Linked DNA regions of Macaca mulatta: region 1 is linked to region 2. The links are chromatin contacts, called in public Hi-C maps. All regions are on one chromosome and are shown on one strand. The core of a region is the stretch at or near the end of the contact, and the rest is flanking DNA. Distances in the headings are between cores, read along the strand shown. Region 1 holds the start of TM7SF3 (transmembrane 7 superfamily member 3). Region 2 holds the start of FGFR1OP2 (FGFR1 oncogene partner 2).

Region 1 (6,561 bases), core at 2,079-4,578, 80 kb before region 2:
CTTGGACAAACACCGCCACTTTAAGTTCCAGCTCCCTTTCTAGCCTCATGCATTTCAAGGAAATCACTTCTCTTCTAACTATAAGCAGCCAGAAAGAGGAGACAGTAAAACACAGATAAGACAGCTCAGGCACAAAGGGAGGTGAGGGGAAAGTCTCTTGGGTAACTGCCAAACTTCACCCTCATACAATGGACCCCAGTAAAACAGTGGGCCTTAATAAGTACATTCCGTTCCCTTCAGATGCACTAAGATAGGGAAGGTAAAAGCAGACTCAGGGATATGCCTGCAGCTGCAAAAAGATGTATGGGAACAGACACACAACTCTCCCTCCCAGATAAGCACAACAGACACAGAAGCAATCTAAGCCTCTGATAAACACTCCCACCCTAAATCCTTAAAAACTCTTAGTCCGTAAGAGAGTGTGCCTCTAACCTAACTGGCCAGAAGCCCCTCTCAGGTTTGTTTTCTCTACAATAAACCCATCCTTGACTTCTAAGTCACCTTTCCTGTTTTTTTCTCTTTCTTCAATTCTTACATCTGGGAGTTTGAGGCCAGCCTGGGTAACATAGTGAGATCTTGTCTTTTAAAAAAAATTACAGGCCGGGTGTGGTGGCTTATAATCCCAGCACTTTGGGAGGCCAAGGCAGGCAGATCACAAGGTCAGGAGTTCGAGACCAGCCTGGCCAACATGGTGAAACCCCATCTCTACTAAAAAAATTAGCTGGACATGGTGGTGTGTGCCTCTAATCCCAGCTACTTGGGAGGCAGAGGCAAGAGAATTGCTTGAACCCAGGAGATGGACGTTGCAGTGAGCCAAGATTGCTTCACTGCACTCCAGCCTGGGAGACAGAACAAGACTCCATTTCAAAAAACAAACAAACAAACAAACAAACAACAAAAGTGTATCCATTCCTCTGAGTCAATAAAAGATGTGTTAGAAAAAAAAAGAAAAACCACATACTATATATACTTATTGCATCATCAGTTGCCTTTCCATAAAGACTTCAATCAGAATATAAATGAAGGGCTGCACAGGATTCTATTATAAAGCTGTATCATAGGTTATTTAATTCCTAATTGTTGGGCATTTAGGTTGTTTTAGATACTCTAAATAATACCTTCATGAATAGTTTTGTACACTAAATTTTTTTTAAGAGATGGGGTCTCACTATGTTGCCCAGGCCGGAGGGCAGTGGCTATTCACAGGTGCAATCATAGAGCACTGCCCCCTTGAACTCCTGGGCTGAAGCAATCCTCCTGCCTCAGCCTCCTGAGTATCTGGGACTACAGGCATGTACCACTTCCCCCAGCTTATACTAATTTTTATATGTGTATTTAATTACATACTTAAATCTTAAAGTGGATTATACCAAATCTACAAAAATAAGATTTTTAAACATTTTTGATGCGGATTACTTTATTGAAGTGTATATTCCCACTATCCCTACCTACTAAGAATGCCTCCTTCTCAGCTCTTTTATCCGTACTGGATGTTCTTATACTTTAAAAATATTTACATATTAATTTCTTAATTTGATTTGTTTGTTTACTAGTGAGATTGAACTTTTTTCATGTATTTACTGGTAATTTGTATTTCTTTTTTTTTTGGGTGAAATTCCCTATTCGTGTCCTTAGCTAATTTTTATTTTTTGGTCATCAACTTGCCTTTTCATATTGCTTACGTGTTTAATAAAATTTAAATATTTATGTAAAAAGTATTTATGTAGCCAAGTCTACCAATATTTTCCTTTATGGTTGTTTCCTTTGCTGTTTTGCTTCTTAGAAAGCTCCTCCCTTTTTGAGATCAATTTATTAAAAAAAAAAAAGAGAGAGAGCCCTCTTCTGCTAGTTCTTTTATGGTTTATTACTTTGCGGTTTTGTTTTCACAATTAGTGTGAGATAGTGTTCTGATTCTTTCTGCCCATAGTGCAGCTAATCAGTAATAACACAATTTATTGAATAATCCATCCACTGATTTAGATGCTACCCTTATCATAATTGTTCCTTTCATGTTCCTTGGATTTCATCTACTGAGGGTTATAGGAATAGGGGCACGTGGGAGAGTGAATAAGCATTACAGAAATAGATAGTAGTACCAAAGGTGTGAAAATTTGGACGGGGCAGTGTGAGAGCAGAAAAGGAACTGTGCCTGTGGCAAAGATTATTTGCTTGGCCAAACTTTAGTACGGCTTCTGAATCTTCTGCTAGGTCCATCTGTGCACTTCTTTGTAAAAATCCAGTTTTAGCGAAGATCCCCCCTTTCCTCCATATCTAATGTTTCCTCACCCTCCACCATGCCCCAGGTGATGTTCTGTCTTCAGGATGAGTCCTGTTAGAACGTCAGTTTCACTAAATGCCCCTTACCTCTGATGTTTCCTCTTAGTAATTTTCCATCCGCTGAACTCCATGCTGCTGGTTGGCTACCAATTCCCTCTTCCCCGTGCTGTATTCAGAGTTGAGCCCAGTCCCTCTTCCGCACTGCAAGACCCAGTTGCAGTGGTCCCTATGCCAACTGAGACAGTCCTCAATAGTCTTCGTTCGTTGCTTCAAGTATCATTGAATAATTTTGTCTTTAACACCTCTTCACATTATGGTCACAGCTATAGATGGTTAGTAGTAGGTTAACTGAACATGTAATTTCCAAGCTGTAAGTTGCTCATCAAAATATGTAAGTAAAAAAACCAAAACCAGGGAAGGAAAGCAAGACAATCCTCCCCAAATAACTTTAAATCTATGCGTCTAATTCCACATCATCGATGAGCCATCTGTCACATGGACTACTGTCCCTTAAACAGCACTCAGGTATGAGACTTGAGAGGAAGTTCAGACCAAGGCCGTGTCTTCGAGGATATTTCGCTTAGAGAAAACGAAACTGTTTTTAAATGTAGTGCTCATGACTAGTGCGCTACTACACAAACAGCATTCTCCTGGCGTTGTTACACTAACATAAGCCTCAGCAGCGAAGACAGTTGCTACCGGGGGAAATAACCTTCGACTGTGTTTTTCGCAACCGATTCCTCTTTTTTTTTGCTGTTGTAAAGGACCGTTAAAGACGGAAACAGAAGGTTGGTGACGTTAGTCCGCAACAGAAAGTTATTTTGTACTTTCACAGTGGCTTGCCTACTTGGTGAGATAAAAGTGGGAAGACTGGACCTCAAGCCAGGATGTCCTGGGGGCTCCCGGGAGCGTCGCGGGCTGCGTGTTCCCCGCGCGCCGGCAGGAGGCGCGCGCTGCCTGGAAATGCCCCAGCGCCGCCCGCGCCCGGAGACCCGCAGCAGTGACGCAGCGAGAGCCCGGGAGGAGGCGCGGGAACGCGCGCCTGGGGTCAGGTGCCGGAAGAGGAAACCTCTCGCTGGCGCTAGGAGTGCGGCGGGGCGCGCGCCGGCGGCTGCGGAGCTGGCAGGTGCTAGGCGTCTGCACCTGGCAGGCGATGACGCCCGGTGCGGACGCCCCGGGATAGCGCGGGCGAGGCTGCGGGGCCCCGGCGCGCACGCCCGCATCCCTCCCTGGCCCTGGCGTGGGCCCAGCCCGGCCCTGGCAGCAATGGGGCTCCTGCAGCTGCTGGTCGTAGCGGTGCTGGCATCCGAACGCCGGGTGGCGGGTGCAGCCGAGGTCTTCGGGAACTCCAGCGAGGGTAAGGTCGGGGCACCTGGCTTCTGCCTCCCAAAGTTGCTTTTGCATTTCTTGCAAGGTCAAAATCAGCCCGGGGTCTGTCAGCCTAGCAGGGCGATGGTGCTGGGGTACTTGCCGGGTGGTGAGTCCAGAACGGGCACGAATGGTGTTTCCTGCAGTGGAAACACGCATGGCTAAGGAGGCCTTATTATTAACCTCCTCATTTAGCGGAGAAAATGGGAAGAGACAAATAATTCTCTTTCTTTTAACGCAGTATTATCTCCCTTAGGGAGCAGCCATGTTTGTGGCTTTAATTTAACATACTAAAGCGCCTCTTTACTCCCCAGTGGACTGAGCTTCTGGACAGCAAGACTTGGGGTGGAACTAGGGGCTTAATGACTGATGGCTCTCAAGCTGCATGGAACTTTTACACCCCCCAAATCTAGAGGCTTTTCAAATTGGTTATGTTCTGCAGAGTTTGAGAGGAAAAATGAATCCAGAATGGGGCTTTATTTATTTTTAAAGAGCCTTTACCATCTAATTTATTAATACCATCTGGAGACAGGAAAACATTACATACTCACAATGAGAAATAAAGGACTTTCTGAATAACAGATACATAGACATATAGATAGAGAATGTACACCCTCAATTCTACAGGTTCAGCCACAGATGAAAAATAAACACAGAAACACAAAAGCTTGCCAGTCCAGGTATCAGAGTTGTTCTCCTTACTTGAGGGCAAGAAATTTCTCATCGATTTGACCTCAAAAAAGACAAGTGGACAAAAACTGTGTTCTCTGTTGTCTCATATCCAACAGGAAATAGGTCTCTATGAGATATTAATTCGTTTACAGATCACAAAATTCCCAATCATTGCAGCTACCAACAGGAAATAACTTGTCATCCATAAGTGAACTGTAAAAAGTAACAATTTAATAGAGAGTAAAACTAAAATGAGAAAAACAAGAATCAACGAAGTTCTCTTGCCACTTCAAATTCACCTGTGGGAGCCAAGAAGAAACATGCCTGGGCTTGGCTCCCTATGAGTACACCATTTTTGATGATTTCAGGTGCCTTTTTTTTTTTTTAGCCGGAGTCTCATTCTGTCACCCAGGCTGGAGTGCAGTGGCATGACCTTGGCTGACTGCAACCTCCGCCTCCTGGCTTCAAGCGATTCTCCTGCCTCAGCCTCCCTGGGTAGCTGCGATTACAGGTGCCCGCCACCACACCCAGCTAGTTTTTGTATTTTTAGTACAGACGGGGTTTCACCATGTGTGCAGGCTGGTCTCGAACTACTGACCTCGTAATCTGCCCGCCTTGGTCTCCCAGAGTGCTGGGATTACAGGCGTGAGACACCGCGCCCGGCCGATTTCAGGTGACTCTTGCTCATCTCAGTGAGAACTCAGAATGGAGTGTTAGATTGTAGGTCTTGTGCTTGGTGAATGAGTTTGGGCAACAGCTCATGGTTTGTTAATATAAAATGTCAAAGGCACTAGTTGTGCCAGGCAGATCATCATGTGCTTTTCCATGAAATTAAGCGCATTCTGTTTTGTTTTGAGGTTTATAGACTAGTCGCAGTTCTGAAACATAATATTTTCTGAATAATGTGATTGTGTTCCTATGCACTTATATTTGAAAAGCCCTCGTGCAAACTGAATTCTAGGATCTTTGTATAGGACTGAGGCCAAAGTTGAAAAGGGCAATTTTTTTTTTTTCCAGAAAAACCTTGCTTATAATAGAGCACTAACATTCCCTGTGTATAGTGTGTGCCAGGTGCTTTCCATGTGCAGTGTTATTTAATCCCTACCACCCTACAATATAATGATCTTCCTCACTTATCAGAGGAACAAATGAACAGCTGCTAGGGTTACAGATGGGACTTGGACCCAGGTGAGTCTCCCTGCAAATTTCATAGTCCTTCCACTTCAGTAAAGCTGCCTTCCAATAAGAATATCTTACATGGCATGGTGCTTTGTACTTAATCCTTCTGTGAATCCTCATTCTTCAAAGTAGCTTTATGATGGAGGTAGAAGAGATGCTATCTCCATTTTAACAGGTGAAAAATTTGAGATATTAGAGTTTTTACTTGATCGAGGCCAGCCCGAGTCAGAAGAGCAGGCATCCAGACCTTTTTCTTTCTAGTTGGTGTTTTAGTATTTCATACCTAGAAATTTTTATACAAAAGTTAAAATATATGAATAAGTTGAGAAATTAATATTTTTTCAGACACTATTTTTTTACCTCTCTGCTATGATTAATAGCACTGATATTCCTCAATGTTATTCTTTTTGCCTTGCATTGGTATTGTCATTCTGTGCAAAAGAGGGACAATGTGGGGACCTAACTGCTGAGTGATAATAAAAGCTGATATTCTCCACATCTGTCAGATAAAAATCAGTGTGGAAGGGTAGAAGGATGTAGTTCAGGATTTGCATAATCTTCCTAGAAAATGGCTGGATTGATGTTTGATGATGATGATTCTGATAACCATACAAACTGAAGAAACTGAGCATCTGCTGTAATTTAGGAGGATTTACCCATCTTTGGCAGGATGAGCTAACTTGCATGACTTCGGTAGTGGCCTGAATGCTAAATAAATTTTGGAACGTGGCAGATGGAGTTCCTAGAATGTCTGAGGAGGGTGCTTTCTGTGACCAGTGGGCACATGAGATGGATCACACTTTTAAGCAGTTTTTCCTTCTCTTGGAGTCCCAGTTCACTGCTGCCTTTAACATCTTTCATTTGCTTAGATTCATATCCAGTAACTCCCCTGGAATTTCATAGTAATTGGACTTGAGCACAGCATCATTTGGGCCTTGCAGTCTTCGTGCTGTTGATGGTGCTTTACCAAGGTAGCAGGCCATTTGTGGTTAGTTGCAAGTGCTGTCTTTCTCTAAAAAGTGTATGATGCTAATATGTTTATTTTTGTGTTTCCTTTCAACCTTT
Region 2 (7,083 bases), core at 3,820-6,319:
AAACAAAAAAAAGTTGAAGAAACTATTTTTCAGAGTTTTTTCCACACTACCAAAGTTTAAGACTTACTATAAAGCTACTGCAATCAAGGTGGCATAGAGCTGAGAGACAGAATAAGTTTAGAAACAGGGCCATACAAAAATGACCAACTGATTTTTGAAAAGGTGCAAAGGCAAGTCAGAGGAGAAAGGTTGGCTTTTTCAACAAATGTTGTTGGAGGAACTGGACATCTATATGCCAAAAGTTTAATCCCAACGTAATTCTTACACTTTATACCAAAATTAACTCAAAATGGACCATAAGTCTAAATGCAAAATTAAAAACAATAACACTTCCAGGAAAAAATTAAGAGAAAATATTTGTGACCTGGGGTTAGGCAAAGGTTTTTGTAAACATGACACTAAAAGCATGATTCATAAAAGAAAAATTTGATAAACTGAACCTCATCAAAACCACAAACTTTTGTTCTGGGAAAGACACTGTTTAGAGAGTTTGAAAAGACAAGCTACAGGCTGGGAGAAAATATTTTCAAATTACTTATCCAACAAAGGACTTGTATCTAGAACACATAAAAACCTCTCGAAACAGTAAGAAAATAATCCAAATAAAAATGAATAAAAGACTTTACTCGTGAACCAAAAAGATATGGACAAATAAGAAACAAGAAAAGATGTTCAACATCATCAGCCATTAAAGAAACGCAATTAGAACCATGATGAAACCTGCCCTCTTAAAATGACGATTTATTTCTGCATCAATACCACATTGCCTCAAATGTAACAGCTGTAAAATAAACTCTTGCTAATATGTATAAGTCACTGTTTTCTTCTTTAAAATTGCTTCACCTATTCTTTGCCTTCTCTCTAACCTAACTCTATCCAAATGGATCTCTAGAGTACCCTAAAGGAAAATCAAACTGTTAGGTAATAATTTTAATTAATTCAAACTGTTGGTAGCCTTCTGAATCTGAGCAATAACTACTTTATACTGTCATTTGGGCAAGAGGACAAGTGTTATTCCCATTTTACCAATGAGGAAATAGACCCAGGAATTCCAAATCTAAAAAGCTGAGTGGCTCACGCCTGTAATCCCAGTACTCTGGGAGGCCAAGGCAGGCGGATCACAAGGCCAGGAGATCGAGACGAGCCTGACCAACATGAAACCCTGTCCCTACTAAAAATGCAACAATTAGCCGGGTGTGGTGGCGCACGCCTGTAATCCCAGCTACTCGGGAGGCTGAGGCAGGAGAACTGCTTGAGCCCGGGAGGTGGAGGTTGCAGTGAGCTGAGATTGCGCCATTGCACCCCAGCCTGGGCGACAGAGCGAGACTCCAACTCAAACAAAAAAGCCGAATGACAGCGCCACAAAGAAAGGAAGGAGCCAAACTACCAACAAAAATAGAACTTCTGATCCCCAGTCTAGTGTCCTATTCTTAAGTCACACTGGATTCCCAGGGTTCTGTTTGCTTTTCACCTATACAGAAATCATTTCAATCTCATTAGGTGGAAAACAAAAGAAAGTAAATTCTCTGACCCTACCCCACAAATGGAACATCCAAGATATTTTTTAAAATTTTCAAGCCGCCATAGAAAAGAAATGGGAATGTATATGAAGACAAATTTTAAAGAATTAAAAAAATTCAAATATTTTCCAGACTTAACAGCCTAGCAAGCAACCATTTTAATTAGGTGTCACAGTTAATTACAAGATTAATGAATGTTTACTGATTGGCTTTTTAAAATTGCAATTAACATCCACTTTATGAAAAACATTCTCTCCTCTCCAGATTGCATAATGAAATACTACTATCAAAATGAACTACATTTAAAATTTGTTAACTATAAAAACCTACCTATTCAGGGAAAGGAATTATAAACAGTAGATAGCTCAAAGCATAATTTTTTTAGCATTTCAGAAACACAGTGACAACAGTTTCTAAGAATTTGCATGTTCATTTCCTGTAAGTGAAACCACACAAAAGTTTAAAATATTTTTTAATATGCATTTACTTTATCACCTTTTTTGAAGACCATTATGCTTCCCCTCTTTTTTGGCCAGGAAGTGGAGTGGGAGGAAGAAGACTGTTTTCCAAACTCTCTAACAAGTTTCAAATTTTAAAAAACAGACTTCACTGGGAGGCCGAGACGGGCAGATCATGTGGTCAGGAGATTGAGACCATCCTGGCTAACAGGGTGAAACCCTATCTCTACTAAAAATACAAAAAATTAGCCGGGCGTGGTGGCGGGTGCCTGTAGTCCCAGCTACTCGGGAGGCTGAGGCAGGAGAATGGCCTGAACCCAGGAGGTGGAGGTGGAGCTTGCAGTAAGCCGAGATGGCGCCACTGCACTCCAGCCTGGGCGACAGAGCAAGACTCCATCTCAAAAAAAAAAAAAAAAAACAGACTTCAGTAAAAAAGGAATATTCTAAACTTTTTGACCTATTTTTGTAGTGCCTATCTTAACTGGCCATAATACACTTACTTACATTATTTTCTCTAGGCAGGTCCAAATTACAGGTGAATCTTTTTTTTTTTTTTAGCAAGTTAAAAAAATTATTTTTTTCTTTTCTGCATTAGTCACATTCTCGCCCACTTTACCACCCAAAGACTTTTGCAGTCAGACTCCTGGCAGAAGGCTCAGAACATTCTGCTGCTGATAAAAGAGAAACCACCACCCACCCAAGACAGCAATTGCCAGCTGTTTACTTTCAGATTTTGGTTAAGAAAAATTTAAGGAAATTCAAGTCATATTTTTCAAGCCAACCTCAGAAAATAAATGGGAATATATATGAAATGTAAGAGAAATTTTAAGGACTAAAAAAATTTCAAGTATTTTCTAGATAATAAAAGCCTAGCAACCATTTTAATTAGGCGTCACATTAACTATAAGATCAATGAATGTTTACTGATTGGAAACTTTGTTTCCCTTATCGGCCAATCCACTACTCCTACCACTACATCTACACAGAAATACTGTGGCTACTGATACACCACAGATGTGTTTTTAAATGTCGACAATCTAGTTTAAATTTTTTCATGTTCAGGTATATATCTCTAATATTATATGAACTGACCCATATGAAAATAAAAAAACTAAAAGGTATAGTCATGGTTTTCAAATAAACTTATAATCTTAAGAATGCAAGAAAGAATGCATGTAAATTACATATAAAAACAAGCATTTACACAGACATATCGCTGTATCTGAAAGCAAAGAAAATTTTCACTGTTCTTGAAAACAGTGGAATGAATATACGTTTGTAAATGTATAGACACTTTCTGAAGAAAATTAATTTTTAAAGTTGGAAGAAAGATTTTGGAAGTAATGACACGAGGATTTTTTAAAATATTACACGTTCCCTTAGAATTATGGCTGAATATAAGTTTCATATACATATGTTTAAACAGTTATGACAATTCAAGAAGGAACCTAATATAAACCAGCTATTTCTAACCTACAGGCGAAGGAGTCAGTGGAAGAGTTGCCTGAATGCACATACTCCAAGCACTGTCTGTAGTCAATGGAGATTTCTGCTCCATTTCTCAAATATAAAGATACTACAAAAATAAAATACAAAATCATTTAAAAGCATAGTAGTTTTCTGTCATTATACGTAATTTCAATCAACAATTACTAAAAGTACAACTGCGTGTGTATTAGAAGTGCAGGGTTTCTCACATTCAAAACAGGTCAGGAGCCTTTAAGCCAATGTACAGAGTTCCTTCTGGCTCCAAAATTCTATGATTTTAAAGGATGAAGAACTCTTATGGTGAATTCTTTAGAACTATTCAATTTCAATAAATATACATATGTATATATAAATAATGCTTGCTACGTGTCAAGTATTGGACTTTTTCTCAGAGATGAGTAAGACCTGATTCCAGACAGACCCAGGTTCAAATTGGCAGGAGAGGCAGATACAGAAACAAATAATACAACCTAATAAATACTGCAGAAGAAATGTTTCAAATGCGTAGGGAGCACAGCGGTATCAATGTCACCTGGGGGAGTATGAGAAGACAATGATTTATGAATTGGGTTTTGATAGGCGGTAAAAGAGAGGAACAGTAAGTATCCTAGACAGATGGTACTGCACGTACAAAAGTACAGAGCTGTCAAAGTGCATGGCATGTTTGGGGAAACAGCCAGTATAATCTGGTATGGTCGGATATTAAAGCAAGACTAAAAGGTAAAATGGATTGGGGCAGACTGTAAAAGATCCTGAATGATGATGTGCTTAACAATTAGGATTTGATTCTGTCAGCAATACAGTTACTAAAAAGTTTAAGGAAAGGACAGAGATAAATATGTATTTTAGAATAACTCTATGGAAGGATTATAGCAGAGAAACCAGTGGAGGGCGGGGGGCGGGAGGGCAACCGCACTAATTCTGGCGAAAAAAATAATAATAATACAATGCAGTGTGAGTGGAAATGAAGAACCAAGGATGATTCCTGGTTTTCCAGTTTGGATAGCAGGACAGATACTGGAACCGTTATCAGAGATGGGATACAGAAGAAAGGCAAGAAGTAAACCAGAAAAGAGTAATACCCCTTGGAGAGCAGTTTCAAGAAACAAGTTATCTCCATTAGACGCTGCAAACAGGTGACTGAAAGGGTCCCCCGTCCGGTGGTGAGCCCGCAGGTGGCCAAGGCAGGATGAAAGTAGATACGGAAGGTGTGTCCAAAGCGTTAGGGCCAAGGCTTTTCACTAAACTTTCCGCACCCCATCTCCATTATGAGGAGCTCGGAGCCGGAGGGGTGCGGAGAGGAACTCCGGTTCCCAGGAGCTGGGAACCTGCGGCTGGAAGCGGCCAGGGCTGCGCGCCGGTGGTTCAAGAGGCGCAAGGCACCGGCCCGGGCGAAAGACTGCCCCAGCGAAGGACGCCTCCGAGTCGCCCACCCCTGCTCCCGTCCCTGGATTTAGTCCACTTACTCTGCTCTTAGTCCCTCGCAGCCGTCAGCTGTGGCGATGCGGACTCAAAGCCTCTACTAACCGGGACCTAGGCACTCAAAGGAAGAGACTCTGCGCCCCTAATCCGCCTCCTCAGCAAGCAGACGCAGAGCCGCACGGAGGCAGCGTAGGGGTGTCCGGGCAGACAGTGGCGTTCAGCCCCATCACCGGATGGGTAGACACCTCCGCCGACCGCCTCCGACAGGCTCTCCCGGAGGACTCCAGCCTCGCGAGATTTCCTTCCTCGCGTTACGGTGGGGCAAAACCGACCACTCTCCGCTTTGCGCGAGAAAGCGGGGCGGGGCCCTTGTATGTCCCTCCCTATTCCTCCCCTCCCAGGCCTTCGCTCGGCCTCTCGCAAAGTCTCGCGAGTTTTTCCAGGGGAAACCGGCCAGGGTGGAGAGACAGAGAAGGGGAGACCGGGTGGGTGGGCCGTACGCTCAGGGGGCCGTGGTTGGTACTTCGCTGTTGGGGAGGCTTTCAGGTCGCCCAGATCCTGCTTCCCAATGGGTGACTGGGAAAATTAGTGGGTGGAAAATCTCGAGGGGTGGAGGCTTTTTTTTCCTCTTTGGCCCCGCCCTCTTCCTGTTCGGCGACTGGGAAGCCTGGCCCTCCGAGGGGGAAGGGAGACTTGGCGGGGCTGTCGGAGATCGCTGTGCGCACGCGCGAGCCCGAGTGTGTGAGTGTGCACGCGCACGCGCGCTCTTGCTCTCAGGAAGCCTGGGAAGGACCGGTGTGCTAGGAGATGATCGGGGAAAGCATAGTCCCCTGTCTGTGGCACCAGACACTCCCGACTGTGCGCTGACTCTCCCCACCCAGCCAGCAGCCTTTTCCAGAGAGGCTGTGGTCCATAGCCTCTTCGTTTTCACTGCAGGACCAGGCACGAAAGTAAGCGAACCTCGATCCTGAGGTCTTATCCACTCACCTTGTATTTTCCACCCCCCACCCTGCAGCAAAGTGGGTCTAGAAGGTTTCTCAGAGAGTTTTGCGTGAAGGGGAGATGCGTCTTGAAAGCAGGAGGTGAAAATAGCTGGATCGTAAGAAATCAGTTCGTTTTGATTAACACTTTGGCTTTGCTTGCCATGTGCTTTTCGAATGTGGATTGTCTATTCAGTATAAGATTTTGTTAGCGAAGCAGGGGAGTACCATATGCTCTGTTTTAATAAGTAAAAGTTTTAAAAGTTTTAAATTTCCTCTTCCACACCAGTGTGATGGTAACAACTAAGTTTTTCTGCTCTACCTTGTAAATTACTGTGATGTTTCAAAAGCTAAGGGGAGAGTGTGAAGTTGGGGTCCTCATCCTAAGGCGAAGACCTAATGTGCGGTTATCTTAGGAGATGTTTATCTTTGTTTTGGCCTTTTCTTTTGCTGTCACTCCACTTTCCTGTTAATTCCGCACCCCTACCCCCCAGTCCCCCTTTTCCAGAAATCTTCAAACGTTTTTCTAGGAGGGAAGTCCAAAAATACTGGCTTGGGGTTTATATGTGACGAACGTCAATTAGCAAGGACCATAAAGGTGTATTTCAAGAGTATTTGTCACTTACTATGTTTCGTATATGTAAGGGAATCAAATACAATTAAATGTCAAAATGTTTCCCTCTGACAATTTTAAGTTCATTTTAAAAGCAAAACCAAAAATGTATGCACTAGTAATTTTGTCTGTGCCTGGTAGAGTAACAGCCTCATATGGTGTATTGATACCGTTGCTTTCTGGTCATGACCTCATTAAACTGTCCTTTGTTGGACAGATTTCTTTGAACATATTACTCATGTTCCCTATCAAGTCTTCTTGAGGAAAAGAATCTTCTTGAGAAAATAAGAAAAAATTTAAGATACTAAATGTTATGTATAAATATTTGGCTAATATGTTTTTCCCTTTACAGGTCAAAACAAAATGAAGATTTTTTCTGAATCTCATAAAACAGTGTTTGTTGTGGATCACTGCCCTTATATGGCAGAATCATGCAGGCAGCATGTCGAGTTTGATATGCTGGTGAAGAATAGAACCCAAGGAATCATTCCTTTGGCCCCCATATCTAAATCATTGTGGACTTGCTCAGTAGAATCTTCCATGGAATATTGTAGAATAATGTATGATATATTTCCTTTCAAAAAGCTGGTGAGTGTGAAGTA

What was found. Hi-C and Micro-C count contacts between places; a contact is called where the count stands out from the background.
Region 1: a Hi-C map of liver shows a contact between it and region 2, with 4 times the contacts expected there. The contact joins the promoter of TM7SF3 here to the promoter of FGFR1OP2 in region 2. A contact is called at or near these places in 5 of 14 Hi-C or Micro-C datasets (blood, cortical neurons, fetal cortex germinal zone and 2 more).

What each region holds. Positions count from the first base shown.
Region 1 is chr11:29,378,616-29,385,176 of T2T-MMU8v2.0, reverse strand. TM7SF3 (transmembrane 7 superfamily member 3) reads left to right here and starts at 3,328. Exons shown (of 12, transcript XM_001099269.5): 1 at 3,328-3,634. The coding sequence starts at 3,544.
Region 2 is chr11:29,299,492-29,306,574 of T2T-MMU8v2.0, reverse strand. FGFR1OP2 (FGFR1 oncogene partner 2) reads right to left here and starts at 5,069. Exons shown (of 6, transcript NM_001257773.1): 1 at 4,933-5,069. It overlaps INTS13 (integrator complex subunit 13), which reads left to right and starts at 5,095. Exons shown (of 16, transcript XM_077953754.1): 1 at 5,095-5,373; 2 at 6,834-7,069. The coding sequence starts at 5,262.